Regions from separate parts of the Rattus norvegicus genome. Here region 1 is linked to region 2. The links are chromatin contacts, called in public Hi-C maps. All regions are on one chromosome and are shown on one strand. The core of a region is the stretch at or near the end of the contact, and the rest is flanking DNA. Distances in the headings are between cores, read along the strand shown.

Region 1 (3,914 bases), core at 762-3,261, 370 kb before region 2:
TTGTAAACTGGCATATTGTCTTTAAAATTGCCTTCACGGTATTCATCAAACTTGGTGTGCTTATACCTTTTGTTCTGGGATTCTATTTATAATATTCCATTCCTCAGATGTAATCATATGTGGTCATAACTATGAGATGTTCTGTGTGGCATTGTTAATTATTTTGAATAGCTACAAATAATTCAAGCGGCCACTATTTTGGAAAAAAATTAAAATGTGGCACATTAAATTATGAAGCACTATGGAGTATTAAAATAAAGGCAATTAAAATACTGTAATTAAAAATAGTTAACAGTAGGCAAGCATAAGTCCAAGTTCAAGGCCAGCCTGGTCTACAGAGTGAGTTTCAGGACAGCCTGGGGCTATACAGAGATCTCAACCCTGTCCCGAAAAATCCAACCAATGGAAACCAAACACAAAACAAACAAACAAACAAAAAAGGAAACAAAATCTACCTCAAATACAGCAATAGAAACACTTCATCAGCACTTCTCTCTTCCTCCCTTTCTCTCCTCCTCTTCTCTCCCTCTCTTTTCCTGAATGAGTGCTGGGATTAAAGTCATGTGCTATCATCACCTGGTCGGCTGCTTTTCTCTGACATTTTATTATATTTTTCTGTGACCCAGGATGGCCTGGAACATAACACGTAGCTCAAGGTGGCCTTAAATTCGGGTAGGAATTATAGGCACAACTATGTGCCTCTATACCAAGTTGCTATTTTAAAATCCCATATAGCAATGTAGGGTGGAAATGTCTCCAAACATAAGTTAATGTTTAGATTTAACATACGAAATGTTTTTGACATCTTGAAAATGGGAAGTGAAATTTCTTTAAAAAAATGACCTTCTTGAATTACAAACTGGTTATGCTTCTTTTTTAAAAAAATACGTGTCTACTTATTTTAAAGTAGGTAGTCAGGAAAGATAGATTTTAGTTGTTACTTCCTTTGAAATGGTGTGGGCAGGCTCCCTCCTACACTTCAGACTCTGAAGACATGGCTTAAATGGCTCAAATTTCAATGATCTGCGAATTGAAAAAGCACTCTGTTCAGAAGTAGATGTGCTATAAAAGAGGGGGAAAAGCATGTTCTCACGAGTTATACGCATTATATATAGTAAATCGCTGTTTTATGTTTTACATATAACTTGTTTTTGCTCATACCAGAGGAAAAGGCTTTGGTTCAAACAAAAAATTTTCTGGCTGTGAAATTTCAGAGACCTCTCGTTTATTTTCACCTGGAAAAACATCAATCCTTTCCTATAACGCTCCCCCAGCCCCGCCCCGCAGAGGGATGAATAAATAAACTTATAAAATACTGGCAATATGATGGCCATTAAATAGCTATGCGATTAAAGTTTCTTGTAGCATTACACTGTTCGGTAGAAAAGCACTCAGATTAAAACCGTGTAAAAATGAAGATGGACTTCAGTCCAGGGCAGTCTCATTTACTTAATATCTTTCCCAACCACACCTATCCGGCCAGTGCGGGTCTCAGAGGTTGGGCATGGCCCGGCGGACAGGCTACCGTCGCTGCTCTCAGGTTCGGAAAGACCATTGCCCATCCCTGCCCCGTAGCCGTCGCGTGGGTCCCCTGCCGTGCTGCCTGGAGTGTCGCCCGGCAGTAGCAACTTAACGCCGCTTCAAAAGTCCCCTGGGGTCCGGAGGCTTTTCTAGGCAGCAACATTCAGGGCCCTGAGTCTTAGTCCGGGAAGCCGGAAGGCCCGCGGGCTCGCAGGAGGGCGAGTCTCGAAGCGGGAAGCACAAGGCGCGCGTTCCCGCGAACGTAGGCGCGACGCTGGGGGCGGGGGGCGCGCACGCGCGCCGAGGCACGGGCGGGGGGCGGGGCGAAGAGGCGAAGGCGGGAAGAGGGCGCCCTGGAGTCCTGCCGAGTCCCGGGAGGGCGTCGACGCCGAGGGGGCGGGGCCAGGCGAGGCGGGAACGCGCTCGCGGGCTGGGAGGGCGGGGGCGCGGCGCTGGCGAGAGCGTGCCCGGTCCCCGCCCCTGTTTCCCACTCTTCCTTCCACCTCTGACCGGCCGGGCTGCGGAGCGGCTCCGCTCGCAGGTCCCGGGAGCCGCCGCCCGCTTCCTCCGCCCGCGGTGAGCCCGTCAATCCCCGCACAACGCGCTCCTCCATCTGGGCCATGGATGGGTAAGTGCCGGGTGGCCGCTCGGGGGCTGTGCTGGCCTCGTTTCCTCTCGGCGACGCGTCCCACCGAGGCCGGGAGCAGGGCGCGACGCCGGTTAGCGGAGGAGCGGCCCGGGGCTAAGCCCGACGGCAGGGACCTGGGAAGCGCGGGGGTCCGTCCGCCGCGGTCTCTGCTTCCTGCGCGCGGCCCCCCCCGTCACGTCCGCCCCTCGCAGCCTCGGGGCGCGTTCGGGAAGCGGAGTCGAGCCAGGGCCGGGGTGCCTAACCGGACTCCCCACACTTCCTCTCAGAAAATGGTGCGCGGCGCTGGCGGGGGCGGAGGCTGAGGCGGACGCGGCGCTCGGGGAGTTGCTGTTTACCGGTGGGGTGGGGCGCGCGGCGGAGCTTTCCCCGGCGGCGGGCCGGGGCGAGCGGCGACAGCCGTCTGGGCGGCGACCGGGTCTCGAACTGCGGTCCCCCGCGGGTCTCGGGACCGGCGGGGTCTCCTGACTTGGGCTTTGAGATACGTTAACCACTTCTAAATACCTAGCGTCTGCACTTTATTACCGGGGACGCTTCCTCTTCGTTCCCCACCCCTAAGAAACTTCGTGAATTCGCCTCGGGCGATGTTAGATATTGTGTAAGTGCAGATTTCCGGGCGCTTTCAACTGCTCGGTTTAAATGGGGTCTATGACTAAAAGAAAAAAAAAAAAAGATTTACAATCACCTTTTCCGAGCTGGTAATTTCTCTGGGAACATGGGACGGGACCTGATGTATTTTAATAAAAGCGTGAATTGAGGGATTTTAATAAATTGAGGGTCATATAATCAAGATTAAAAAAACCCTCCAAGTCAATTAGAGAACCTACCTTTTATTTATTTACATCTTTGTCGTTTGAGTTGTTCCTTAACCCTTCTCCCCCGCCGACTTTTGTTGACAGGACTTCTATAAACTGCGGAATGGTGGAGCATATAACTTGTTTGAAAAGTAAAATCCATTTAGCAGGTTGCCGCGTAGTTGATCATAGCATGCTACGTGTTTACGTGAGGACACTAGAATAAAACAATTTTTAACCTCGTTAGGTTTCGTTTTTCTTAATTTCACAATTTTGTGATATATGGATTATCTCATCTGAATGCAGATTGCACACTGCTGTGGATATCAAAGTTCGATTTTAGATTTGATTTATGGTTGTGATGCTCTTTAAAGTATTTTTATTTAGTGGGAGCTTCTTTGCGAACGCTTCTCCTTGAGAATTGGCTCCTCCTTACCTGACTGATTCATTTTACGTGTGAAATCATTTTCAGTGATTTATGCCATAAATGCCATTATATCAGTTCAGGAAGGACGGTGAAGTGTTCGTCTTCAGAAGGTTCAACTTCGGGTTTGGGGAAACAAGTTAGCTTTTTGTGTCATGAGATTTAGTTAAAGGGCTTGCTTGACTTTTGCTTCTTCACTGTGAAGTGCAAGCTCCTCCCCCACAGTGCACTGGTTGAGGGTGGGGAAAAGGGTGAGTAGGAATGTTCAACCTTAATTCAGCATCTATGTGTTTATCTGATCCAAAACATTAGTTGCATAGGTTTTAGTCATCATTTGCTACTTACTACATACACCTTGTTAAAAAGTACCTTTTTAGTTGGCTATCAAAGTAATATGTTTTATTATAGTTCACGCACAACACACATACCATCTCATTTTGTTCATATTTACTCTTCTGCTCTCGCCTTCCCAAACTTACTTTTGTTAATAGTTTGTAAGCACTTTGCCTTGCTTGTGGTGTTAAAGCTA
Region 2 (3,481 bases), core at 312-2,811:
TACTGCCTCTCAGAAAACACTTGTTCAGTAGATGAGATTTTAAAGCAGACCATTGAACAGTCACGACATGGTACAGTCCCCTCTCTCCTCCTTTGCCTGCCCTCTTCAGATATAAAAACGTAATTGGGAAGGTAGGCAAAAAAAAAGGTTAACAAGGAAACATTTTGATATGCGTTATTTCTTTATTCCTCTCTGCACTGTCCAAATTCCTGATGAAATAACTATTTTTTTTTTTAAAGAGCCCACCGAGTTAAAATGAATACAGCTTAAATTTCTAAATTCCAAGCAGGGTACGTTTTCTTTCACTTTCAAAAAAAAAAAAAAAAAACAAAAAACAAAAAACCTGTCTGCTCATCTTATACAAGTGTCTCAGTATCAGGAAATGGCACACCAAATGGAGAAAAGCACCTTTTCTATAGTGGAAAAAAAAAATCTAAAATTGCCTAACATCCTTCCCTGTTCTTCATTAATATACATGCTATTCTAGCCAATTCCTATTTAGTAGTTAGCACCCCAACCCCCCCCCATTCAGGCTAATATGCCAAGTGAGTTCATCTCTACACATTTAAATAGGCTTCTTTTCAAAGACATTTCATTGATGGATCAAAACTTAGCCACCTCTCTCATGTCTCTCTCTGCCCCTTCACCCTGTTCTGTTTTAGTCGTAAGCTTTAGAGGGAATAACCTCTTATTTAGATTTCTATCATGTTTCTTCCTTCTAGAATGTAAGCTTCACGAGGGCAGGAGTTTTGTCCTACTCTACCTGGGTCCCCAATACCAGGTGGTACCTAGTAGGCCTTGGGAGGTACCTGTCAAGTGAAAAGATGTATGTGGAAAACAGAGGAAGGATGCAACTCCGAACAAGCCAATAAATACTCGGAGAAAAAAAATAAAGAAATGATACTGAAATGCCACCCTGACAGGACTCGAAGCTACATAGCACAGGCTCGGCGACGGACGTTCTTCAAGGCCGGCAGGTGTTCCACACCTATCTAAGCACACAGCTCTTCTAGGAAGGAGGTGATCCACTGGGAAGTCTCAGGGTGGTGGTGAGCAGCTCCCGGAAGAGTGTAAAGGACCATCTCCATAACAGAGACGTGGCCCGCGCGGAGGGAGGGGAAAACCTCACAATACACCATACATCTTCGCCCAGATGGGGGAAAAAAAAACCACACGAATCTCCTACACAATCAGACCAAGAAGACAACCCTCCACCAGAGAGAGAAGCAGGCTTCTCTCCGAGAGCTCTGCAGTCGCCTGCAACCCAGGAGTCGGGTGGCGACTCCAGCGCTATTCCTTCTCCAGGACCCCGCGCCGCACCGCCTCAAGGAGATCGATTGGGGGGGACCGTTTGGGGACCAGCTTTCTCTATCCTCGCAGAACGCTACCCTCCACCGCATACACGCCTGCCAGTCCAGCTCGTCCCCAGGCCCCGACCCTCTAACTCACGTGTAGATGATGGACATGAAATGCATCAGCCACAGCACCACGAAGAGCACGAAGCCGAACAAGGCCATTCCCTCCTGGGCCAGGTCCAGCAGCGCCATCCCCCGGCCCGCTGGCCCGGCCCGGCCCGCTCCGGCCGCCGCGGACAGCGCTGCCGCGGGAGGAGGACGCGGGGGCCGCCGGGTGCGGGGCGCGGGCCGCGAGTGGAAGGTGGGAGAGGAAGGGCCGGCGGGGCGGCGGGCGTGCGGACGGAAGGGGCGGGCAGGGCCTGCGCGCCCCCGGCCGCTCGGCGCGCGCTCGGTACCGCGCTCCCCTTAGCGTGCGCGTGCTGGTGTGCTTCGAGCGCAGGCTGACCGCGCTGCGCGCTCCAGGCGGCCGTTGCCGCGCGCTCGGGCTCCGGTGGTCCAGACCCTCCCGGCTGCTGCCGCCGCCGCCGCCGTCCCTCTCGCTCGCCGCGGCTCCGCGTTCTGGTCCGTGCCCGCTGCCGGCGCCCGAATCCCGGCACGATGCGGGTCCGCCCCGCCCCGCCCTCTGGAGCCGGTGCCCGCCCCCCCTTCCACCCGGGGCGGCGCCCTCGCGCCTCCTTGCCGGCCCGCGCGCCCACGGGCGGAGCTGCCCCCTCGTGCTCGCTGCCCCGCAGCTACCAACCGCTGCCGCCGCCGCCCGCGCCCGCGGGGTCAGTCTCGGTGCGCACCCCAACCCCCCGCACCGTCTCTAAGCAGCACGCGCCGCCTCTACATTTTATCTTGGCCAAATCCGGAGGAGCCCAGAGACTGTGTTATTTAAGGAATCCCCAAACTCAGAATTGGAAGAATGGCTTGGTGCTGAATTCGCGCAAGACTGGGCGTCCTCTAAGGCAGCTGAGTGTAACTTGGCTAAGATGTAGCCAAAAGAGTTATGGAAATGTAGCTAGTTCGAGCAATGCTGGGCTGTTAGTATTGCCATTACACCGCTGACCATCTCATTCATAAATCTTGTGGTATTTGCTGGAATAGATTTTAGACATACTAGTTGAAATTACGTTACTTCTTTTTAAAAGTGTTAGATGTTGCTATTACTAAAAGGTTTAATTACGCATGTGCACGATACTGAAAATGGGGAAATAAAAGCTAGGCACAGTGTGAGAAGGCTGTATGTGGCCCAGTTACTCCTGGGACTGAAGCAGGAGGATTACCTGAACTTGAGCACACAGGTTCCAGGCCAGGTTGGGCAAATTCAGTGAACCCCTGTGGTGGAAAAACAAAAGAGTATTCTAATTTTAAGTCAGTACTGGGCGAGGCTAGTAGTCAATGTTTGCATTTGTTTCTTCAGCCTGGATACATCTATAGTGTTTACAATTGTTCTGCGTTTAAGCTGTTTATTATTCAAGTTACTTTTTAAAAATAATTCCTGAGCGCTCTCGAGGGATTTCAGAATTGAATTCGGGTTTCGTTTTGCTATTGATTCTAGTTAATAATTGGCGGCTTCAATCTATGATTTACACGATAAACTACAATTACACGAATTTAAGGTTTGCAATGTCCTTTGTTCTACTGGTGTAAAAATCAGTGGGAAAGAACCATGCTTAGAATTAATTTCTAGTTGTTGAGAGTTATTGGTTAGTGAAGTTACAGCACTACAGTGGAATCCATAAATGGAAATAATAACAAAGGGCTTTAAATGCCAAAATGGTGATTAATCAGTTCCAAGGCCCACTTTTAAAGCATTCTCAATGCATTTTCAAGAATCCATTATTTCAAGAATCCAAAATGAAAATGCACCTCACACTCAATGACATCTTACAAATAAAAATAATAGGCCATGCTCCTATTAAAATGTGCTTGTCAGTCACATGCGAAACAATGTTGTGTGTTATCAGTACTCGCTTGGACTTGGTCAACAATATGACTTTCTCAATTTGGCATTTTGTAGCATTTTTCATTGTCATTTTCATTTGACATTTTCATGTCAAATCTTTCCTAGACCCTTACAGCAAAGGATTTCCACAGAAAAGACAAAGCGGGTGTAATTGGGTATAACCGAGTAAAGATCAAAT

The links. Hi-C and Micro-C count contacts between places; a contact is called where the count stands out from the background.
Region 1: a Hi-C map of frontal cortex shows a contact between it and region 2, with 1.8 times the contacts expected there. The contact joins the promoter of Ptbp3 here to the promoter of Ugcg in region 2.

Annotation. Positions count from the first base shown.
Region 1 is chr5:79,192,537-79,196,450 of GRCr8, reverse strand. It overlaps Ptbp3 (polypyrimidine tract binding protein 3), which reads left to right and starts at 2,011. Exons shown (of 14, transcript NM_031346.2): 1 at 2,011-2,149.
Region 2 is chr5:78,826,086-78,829,566 of GRCr8, reverse strand. It overlaps Ugcg (UDP-glucose ceramide glucosyltransferase), which reads right to left and starts at 1,561. Exons shown (of 9, transcript NM_031795.2): 1 at 1,450-1,561. The coding sequence starts at 1,547.